2 separate regions of the Gossypium hirsutum genome follow, and region 2 is linked to region 1. A link is a contact called in public Hi-C data. All regions are on one chromosome and are shown on one strand. The core of a region is the stretch at or near the end of the contact, and the rest is flanking DNA. Distances in the headings are between cores, read along the strand shown.

What was found. A called contact is a pair of places that touch in the nucleus more often than the background predicts.
Region 2: a contact with region 1 is called in a Hi-C map of leaf, with 3 times the contacts expected there. The contact joins two enhancer-like sites. A contact is called at or near these places in 11 of 34 Hi-C or Micro-C datasets (anther, callus, cotyledon and 2 more).

The regions. Positions count from the first base shown.
Region 1 is chrD02:46,680,087-46,684,869 of Gossypium_hirsutum_v2.1, reverse strand. LOC107896628 (a long non-coding RNA gene) reads right to left here. Exons shown (of 4, transcript XR_005910276.1): 4 at 3,184-3,796. Among protein-coding and RNA genes, the nearest start is that of LOC107896628, 5.0 kb to the right of the region's middle. Within about 2 kb of position 3,514, at least 8 of the 9 cell types and tissues checked have an H3K27ac peak or open chromatin away from gene starts, as enhancers often do. A contact at or near this core is called in leaf, where this site is marked.
Region 2 is chrD02:46,721,187-46,726,316 of Gossypium_hirsutum_v2.1, reverse strand. No RefSeq gene overlaps it. Among protein-coding and RNA genes, the nearest start is that of LOC121215051, 27 kb to the left of the region's middle. Within about 2 kb of position 2,191, at least 1 of the 9 cell types and tissues checked has an H3K27ac peak or open chromatin away from gene starts, as enhancers often do. A contact at or near this core is called in leaf, where this site is marked.

The sequences.
Region 1 (4,783 bases), core at 2,265-4,764:
ATCTTCAGATCCTTGATTTGATAGCTTGAATGCATGGTCTTCGGCTCTATACACTATTTGATAGTGTAGAGTCGTTGTTACTGCTGATTCGACCATCTCATCCCCAATAATCTGGATTTGGACTTTTAAAGCGCCCATCAGGTTTGGGTCTTGCAGGGACATAGTAAAATTTGGGAATAAGGTCACCATGGCCATTCCAAAGCTCAACGTAGCTTCAACTGTGCCGATGCAGGCATCTTGGTAGCGTTTATACCTAGAGTCCAAAAGAGCAATTCTGGAGATGACTGGTTTCCCAGAAGTTCCATGATAGTTTAAAGCTAATCTAACCGCTCCAAAATAGATATGAGAATATCCATGCTGGCTCGATTCCTGCGAAAAATTTGAAGGGATTTCAAGAGTAACAAATTGTTCCTCTTGTCCTTCATAGATGATGTTTATCAAACTTGGAAGATTGTACATATTCACAGACATTCTTTCTACTAGTAGTAATAAGGGATTTTATTCTCTTAATGGAAGAGAAAATAGGCTTTTGGTAAGTAGAGTAAGGATTTACAAGGGGTAAGTCCCTAGCTTGGATTTTTTCTTCTTCAGTAAAGTACTCGGCTTCATATAAAGAAGAAATTTTTCTGGCAGAGTGAGTACTCGGCTTCATATAAAGAAGAAATTTTTCTGGCAGAGTGAGTTTTCAAAGGAAAACTAGGTAAAGATAAAGGTGCTTTAGAAGTAAAGGTTCTGGAAGTATTCATGATTAAGATTTTTTCATTCGAACCTATTGACTTTTATCAGCTTGTGTAACTTGGTCCAAAGTAATGACATTCAGCCAAAAAAGAATGGCCTAATTTTTTGTCCATCAATCTATTGGTCTATAGTACTCCATTACCCTTTTCAAATGTCACTTTCATTTGTTCCTTTAGATCGAAATACCCAACACACCCAAGGCTTAATTCATGCCATTTTCCTAATGGCCCAGCAGCGTCCTTGATGCCCACACTTTTATTTTTCCACATCTAGGCCCCACAAACTCCACTATCACTTTTACCTAAATTTAATATTCTTTACCTTTATTTTTGGCGCCTCTTATTCCCTATTCTTAAGATCAAATTCCTCCATATCCTTATCTAGAGAGAACAATGCCATAAATCTTGATCCAACGAAAGTATTCTCCAGATTTCCCACACCAGTTACCTTATTGCCCTTAGATCTACAACGTACCTTTTGCTCTACTAACATCTGTGGCCCGTACGGCCCCTTTTCTATGTCCGATCCTTTGAGCCGTCTTCGATTCCTCCAATTTTGAGACTGTCTGCAGCGCCTCCATCTTAGCATTTCTCTCCAAAAGTCCATTTAGGCAAGTTTCTTTCATATACCCGTATCTACCACATTCAAAGCAAACTAACGATAAAATTTCATACTCGATTCTCTGTGGCTTGCCATTAATCAAAACATTGGGTATTAGAGGCTTATTTAGACTAACATACACGACCATGCGGGCAAAACGCCCTTTTGTCCTACTATTGGTGTTCAGATTCAACTTTGTAATTGACCCTACCATTCCCCCTATTTCCAGAAGGATTTTCCTTTTATACATATATCTTGGTAAACTAGAAAGCCTAATCCACGCTATAACCACACTAAAAAAAGTTTGAGCAGGGTTGAATTCATCGTCCAAGGCTTTACAATTAGATATTGTCCATAGATAATCCAAAGACCCCCTGATAAGACTTTATTCGAATCACTCTTGTTTTGGAACCTGGCCAAGAAATATCCATTTTTTATGTCAATTAGATGAAACGGATAGGATGATTTTCACATATTGTATATTTTATTCTGCAAAGCCGAATATCCTATGTTGTGGCCTAGTAATTTTAATACCACTTTTGTGCTCATATCTTTGATTAGCATCTGATTAATCCTTTCAGAAAATTCAATGGAAGGGATTCCATTAATGAAAGATTTTTTTGATAACCCCTTCCATCAAATCTAAGTCTTCAACCGCATCAGCATCAAAAGGAGTCACCAATCTTCTTGAACCTGAGTTTGAATTTCTAACAACCATATCCTTCCAAGAGATTGTGTATGAAGTATTTCAATCTGCCGACGATGATTCCCTTTCAGACCTATCGGATTTATCCTTAAAACAAACTTTCTTAGTGATTAATCTTTACACTAAGAAATTTTCAAATCCAACACCTATGAGTATTCATATGTTGTATATATTTTAAACATTGAATTTACAAAAAAAAAAAACAGCTTCCATTAACCCAAAAATTAAAACCCAAAAAATCATTATCCTAGAAATTTATTTCATAACACTCATTTCATCTCTCTTTTACAAGAAGAAAAACCACATAAAATCATTAACACAAAAATTAAAATTCTACATGTTCATTTCTGTCATTTCATCTCTTAGTAAAAAAAAAATCGAGAACATTTAAAAACATAAGTAAACCTGAAAGAAAAGAAAAGAAAAATCTAAAATTAAAAAAAAAAAAAAAAACTCATTTCACTGAAAAGCTTTGAACTTTTCTATTCAAGTACCTTTGATTGAAATGGGATTGGCACCAAGTATACCACCAAAGTTTTGTGTGGAAATTGATGATGGGATTGATTCAAATCCCACCAAAGATCATAATATGCCACCAAAATTTGTGCGGGAATTGATGAATAGAAGTTCAAAACTTGAGATGGTTATAGAACAAACTTAGAAATTAGAACCATTTTCTTTTCTGCATTAATAATGTAAGATTAAAAAATCTAGAAATCCCAAAAATTTTCAAATTTCATCCCCTTCACCAATTAACATAAATAATAATAATAATAATAAAACCAATCACTCGAATATATCATTTGTCAAATCTTCCATGAGAGTCAAGTTTCCCCTTCTCCTTCAAGCTGTTTCTCGAATGGGTTTTCTTGACATGAAAAAACATTGCCGCAATAACAGCCCAAGTTTCAACAATATTGGCTCTGGCTAGATTCTACATCCTTACGTGGTTTTCATTTCAGAAATAAGAATAAATGAAAAAATAATTGATAGATGATGGTTTTGATCTGTGCGAGAATCTATATCGAATGCATATTAGAAATGAAGAGATAGCAAGGGATTTTTGAGGTTTTTGAAGGAGAAAAGGAAAGGATTTTATAGATGAAAACAAATTGGAAACTTTGAACAGCCAAAGCATGCAATAGAGAAGGATTTTTGATGTTTTATATCACAATAAAGAGCAGAAACTTTGAACAGCCAAACTTTAGTTTTGATTTACTAACGAAAATAAAAGAAAACAGGGCCTTGGGAAGGCAGTCAAAGGTCCCTACTAGACACGTGAGTGGGTGATGTGCCACGTCAGCACAAATCCTGTTGCCGTTAAGGTCAGAGACCAGTTTCGGAAACGGGAATAAAGTACAGGGACTTAATTGGATATTTTAAAAGTTTAGGGGCCACATACCCAAAGTACAGGGGCCATCACACTGTATGTGCTTCGGGATTGAAAAGTGCAATACCAAATTAGTAGGATCTACCTTCTTAAATTTTAACTACCTCAAAGCCAGAAGTAGCACCTAACTAGGCGGAGAATCACTGGGCTCTAAAGGACCAGCAAGCGAACTGAAGTAGTTGTCTCTGTCGCTGTATAAATTATGAGTCAGCCTAACTTTGGGCTTCAACTAAATTAGGATATTTTTAGGTAAGTGTAACCAAATAGTGGTGTCCATAGAATTGAAAGAAAAGGACCGGATTGGATGAAAAGAAATTGCTCTAAAATGCACCCCAACTTCTACTTCGGTACCTGATTTCCTGCTGAAAGAGCAAAGTCCAAGTCTCTCTCTCAAAATATAAATAAAATAAATATTACAAAATGGGTAAGAGGTCAAGAATATTATTCAACTGCTGTTGAAGAGCAGCAAAACAATTGTCAGTTTTGAGAACCAAACAAAGATAATATTCAATTGCCATTAACACGAAATGTGGTAGAAATAGAATAACAAGTTGGAAACTTCAGACACTAACGAGGCCATAATATAAAAGGCTTCATGCGAATTAAAAAAAAAAAAAAAAGAACCCAAGATAAAAGTGAAAAGCTAACCTTCAAAAGAAACTAAGCCTACCAATAGGGGAACAAAGAAAGTGATCCAAACTCTTATTGCTGTTAGAAATATGTATTTCATGAAAAACTTTTAAACTCTTCAAAATCAATATCTACCAAATGTGTTGTTTGCTTTTTCATTTTCCCCGCATTTGCAATTTCTTAGGATTAGTTTAGCAATGCTTTTTAAAAGTGATTTTAAAAAATGATGTGGAAAAGAGTTTAGAAGTATTTTTAAAAAACTCGGTTTAAAATTTGAGTGTTTAGTATTATTGTTAAAAAGTGCTTTTGAGAAATAAAATGTCTATTTTAGACATATATTATCAGGTAATAAATATGCATTTAAATAATACTCAAATTAGTTAGTATTATTATATTTTAGTAAAAATATATAAAAAAAACTTATTTTAACTTGTTGTTAATATTTTAATATCTGAAATATAAATTTTAAATATTTTTAAACAATAAATATTAATTATTTATAAAATTTAATTAGAATACATAAACTATATTTTAAATATTTAAATATAACCATTAAATTAGATATTAACATATTTGTATTATTTAAAAAAAATTATTTTTAATTAATAATTTTAACACATCTGTAATTAAGCATTAAGAAAAAAAAAAGAAAATGTTATGTTATTAGAGAGGTCAAAAAGTAATTATGCACCAAATATGTTTTTGATAGAGGAAAGCTA
Region 2 (5,130 bases), core at 942-3,441, 43 kb before region 1:
CGAGTGGCATGCCACGGATCGGGTTTTGAGACAATTCGATTACATTCAACCTATCCCGGACCCTCCACAGGACTTCAAAGAAATATATGGGATAGACAAAAAGGGAAGGGACGCCATAAATTGGGCGAACTAATATGCTCCGTATATCATTTTGTGGAACGCCCAACATGAGAGAGAACCCCCTTATTTGTCTCAGAGATAGGGTTCTTTCCTTCACGCGAGAACGCAACTTGGTATGCCGAAAATGGGATGCCCTACATATTCCAGAGCCGATACATGGTAATCGCAGAACACACGCAACCAAAATCTTATTGAAAGCGTAGGATCGAAACACGATTGCGTTGTAACCGAGTTTCACCATTTGGGAACACAGAATCTGTCTCAAACCCCAATCTCAAGCCCCAATATGAAGTATCTGAGTCGTCATTGCATACCCCCCATCCAATCCTCCTTCGTTCAAGGACATATTTGCTGACGACCCCAAGCCTTAACATTCGACACACTCCAGATCATCCTCATACCACCTAGAGCTTCGTCGGCAAGCACCTACATCGAACATTAAGGATATTTTTGGCTCGGCACCTCCAGTCTTGCAATACCCCATCACCAAGGGTGAAGGGGTATACGATTATACAACTTTCTTTAAGTACACCAGAGGTTGGCTCGAGCAATAATCAAACGCCTCCTCAAAGTGCATGCCCTCACTGATAGAGGCAGCGCGATCGTTATACATCGAGGCTAGGGACGTCATCGGGATCTAAATAGTTTTGATTTTTTTTTTGTAATTATTTACTTTGTAATTATTCTTCCAATACGAAATGTTTTGAATTTTTAACGTAATTGTTTATGGGCATAGATGAGTACAAAATATTAAGTAAAAAGTATGTAATTGGAACAAATAATAAGACGCAACAAAAAAAAATTACATATACAAGAAAATACAAACATTCTACAAAACTAGTATATGAAAATATATAATTCGACCAATAAATAATACCGACTAAATTTGATTTACATATACAAAAATAATACGAACATTTTAGAAAATTGATATACGAAAATATAAAATTCGACCGGCAAATAATACGGTCTAAAATATTTTTACATATCCAAAGATAATACAAACATTTTACAAAACTGATATACGAAAATATAAAATTCGACCAACAAATAATACGGACTAAAATTGATTTACAGATACAAAAATAATACGAACATTTTGAATAGTAGTTTCTCCATAGTTAGTCGCCTTCTGCTTGAATCAGGTTTACATTACATTTAGTAATTTTGACCATGTTCTCCCGCCATATTTTTTAACTGTCACCGGTCTACACAGTTCGCCATTTATGGTGAAAGAAGCCATCCGACCTTTGATTGCATAACCTTTACGGTTCACGTGACAATATATAATTCAACTCTATTAAAACATGACAGTATATAATTCACCTCGAAATTCGATTGTACACTCCAAAACACTCCCATCTGCAACACCGATTTGATGATACACTCCCAAATACGGTATCCCCATTTGATGGTACACACCCAAACACTCTCATTTGATGGTAATCTCAACAATTTTTTTCCCATCAAATTGCAATACCACAACCCAAAGAGCTTCTATATATATAGACTAAGGGGGTACCGGCCATCAGTGTCCCAGCACCCAAAGAAAATTTTTGTTCCCGAAAAAGTGGGTGTCGGCCATCTACTTCCCCCAACCCATGTTTTTTTTTTAAATCTGATAAAGTGGGTGCCGGCCATCTGTGTACCAATACCCAAAAAAAACCATTATGTGAAAAAGTGGTGCCAGCCACTTAAGTCCCAAAACCCAAAAAAAAATTTCAAATATTGATATAAATGTATACTAGTATACTATGGTTTGAAAAAGAAATACATGGATGCCGGCCATCTAGTGTCCAGCACTCAAAAACATAATTTTTTAACCCCTGATAATGATTATGTCAAAATTTTTTGTGGTGCTGACCACTTAAGGCTCTGAACCCAATTTTACTATTTATTTTAAGTCATTTAGTTGATTATTTTTTAATTTTAGTCATTTTTATAATTGTTTTTTTTTTATCATTTAGATAAATAGCCGTATTTTACAATTTTCGGAAGTGTGTCTTTTACTCTAGTGTTTAATATGTACTTCTTCGGTTTTAGATACTGCATTTTACTGACTGCCTGTTTGATGGCAACTTTCTAAAGCAGTCCTAATTTTCGAGTCCTATCAGTCTTAATCATGGGCCTTTCATGTTTGTTTGTTTGTTTTTCCTTCTAAATCTCAATTTATTATTTTATGGTTTAAGGTGAATTATCTAATTCATCATCCACTTTTTTGAGTACTTTCATTTTAGCCACATAAATAAAAATAGTTACAATTTGATCACTACTGTTTAGGAGGTTTTTCATTTTAGTCATGGAAATGTTAAATCCCTATCGTTGGCTGATTGGGCATACCACATCATCAATTTTGACCCTTTCTTTTTACCCTCACTATTGTTCATCATCTTCTTCCCCTTCATGCCACCTTTTGCTTCCACCCCCTTCTTCTTTTGCTCCCTGCTTCTAGCGATTCCACCATCTCTTCCTTTACCCTCTGCCATCGTCATCATCATGTTGAAAGAGAGAGGAGAGTTGAAAACTGGAAAACCTTGAAAAAATGAAAAATATAAACCACCGTTGAAAAAAAGTGGTACACTAATTTTCCCGCAAAAGATATCCGCCAATATTTGGTTGTATGGTATCGTATTCCATGATCCACCTTCTCCTCCTAATCCAACAAGTATATCATCACGGTCCATCATATAAAGTATGTCATAAATTTGGTTCACTGCATGACCAGCATCAGTCCATGCATTTGTATTGATAGTGATTCCCTGCATCACAATGATGTACCGGTCATTTAATTTTTAAGTCTGCTAATTTTTTTTTTCATATAGCTCACCTCTAAATGAAACTCTGATCTGTTAAGCTTCAACAGAAAGAAAAGAGCAAAGAAATCGTCGGTATCGACATCGGTATCCAACAGAATCTGACGAGGCTCGGCTTCGGCAGTGTAAAGACTTAATCAAATGACTTGTATGATCAAAATTATAACCATCCATGAATGTCTCAGCTGCCACAACATATTCATAGCTAAAAAAGAAAAATTCGTTCAGACAAATTATCAAACAAGTGTTACATCAATGTCTGAAACTATAAAACTCAAAAGAAATGATGATTAAAAAAATAAATAAATAATAAGTTTATAGCAATATGTAGTTTCAAAAAGTAGGGGAGTTTTCAATGATAAATATTCTGAAAATTAATGGAGGTATTGGTCAGAGACAAGAAACAATGAGATGAAACTATGTCTACTCTAACAACTTTTATACAAAAATTTTAAAAAAAAAAACATGGAAACGTGTATTACTTTTTTTTTAATAAGAAAGATAAAACAAAGGAAATGGACTAGAGGCCTGGTGTCCTAATAAAAGGATGATGAAACTATGTCTTATTTGGGTGAAACAGACATTCTTGAATCAACTGAAAGGGTGATTTTTAGTCCCTGTAAATTTGATTTTTCTGGAAAAAGTATATTCCCGCAAGAAATATAAAGGTGGGCAGTGAAACATGTAAAACTAAGAAACAGATTCAGTTCTCAAGTTCGTTCAATAGATTACACTTGCAAGACTGGAAAACCTTGGAACAGAAGGAGAAAATGGGTGGGGGGGGGAGAAAGAAAATGAACCCTACTGAAAGCACAAAGTGATGTCACAACAATGTCATATTGAAGAGGCAGGGAAAAACATAGGGAAGAAAAGGGCAGATGTTTCAAATGCTCTGTACATTTTATGTATATTTTTTTCGGAACTTTTTTGCTTCTCCTGTGGACGACTGGGAGAAAGGAAGTTCCAAAATGATCTTACCTCAGAACTGGGAAGTTGCTTCTCCTGTGGACGACTGGAGGTAAAGGAAGTTTCAACTCTCCTCTCTCTTTCAGCATGATGATGATGATGGCAGTGGGTAAAGGGCAGTGGCTAGAAGCAGGGAGCAAAGGAAGAAGAAGAATAGTGGAAGCAAGAGGTGGCATGGAGGGGAAGAAGAAGATGAACAGTAGTGAGGGTAAAAAATGACGATGTGGCATGCTAAGTCAGCAGTGAAAAATGATGATTTAATATTTAGTGACCAAAAAATGGATCCGGACTGCGGTGACTAAATTGTAAATATTTCTATTTAAGTGATTAAAATGAAAACATTTAAAAAGTTGAGTGACTAATTAGATAATACCCTATTATTTAAAACTGGTTCTCACTTCTCATCATTATAATTCGTTGAACTGAAAATGCACTGTCAGATTCTTTTCTTCATCACCAACAACGTTGAATTATCAGAAGAAATTGGAAGACACTATGCCCAGGATATTTATATTGTGAGGTTGAAGATTTTCCTTTTTAAGTTTCTGGGGAGATTTTGATCTAGCAAAAATCAGGGTTTTGGAATATGATAAAGATTATGTTTTCATGGGTTGTTTCAATATTCTAATAAGATTCCTAATGTCATTTTCTTGTGAGATGTGAGCAAACTTGATGCTTGGATAGGCAGATGGAAACTGGTAAGTGTACAGAAAGGGACCCTCAATGCATAAAAACCTTTCAACCCAATAAGTTGGGTGACCTATTCTGGCATTTGTCAATTACTGAAAAAAGAGATGTCTATATCACATATAGTATGAGCAGAAAAAAGAAATTTAAATAATAAAAATAATCCACTTACATGATAATGCTTCAATTTTTTTCATTTTAAATTGTCCTTATCAATATTAATAGTATTAATTCATAATTTTTCTTAAAAAATATAACATACTTTATTATTATACCTATACCCAACATTTATTAGTGTACAACTTATCCATTGTTATGCATTCATTCTCCTCTTAATTTATGTACTCTTCTTGGTCTGTTTGAATAAAAGATACCATAGAATTCTATAACGTCTAAAATGGAGGAATTTATTTCAATTGGTTTATAGTATCTATTAACAAAATTTTGACACTTTTAACTAGGTTTTCAATTCAGTTAAAAAATTACAAGAGTGTCTTTTTATTATTGAGACAAGTAATATTATTCCATGGTGTTTTAATTTTTT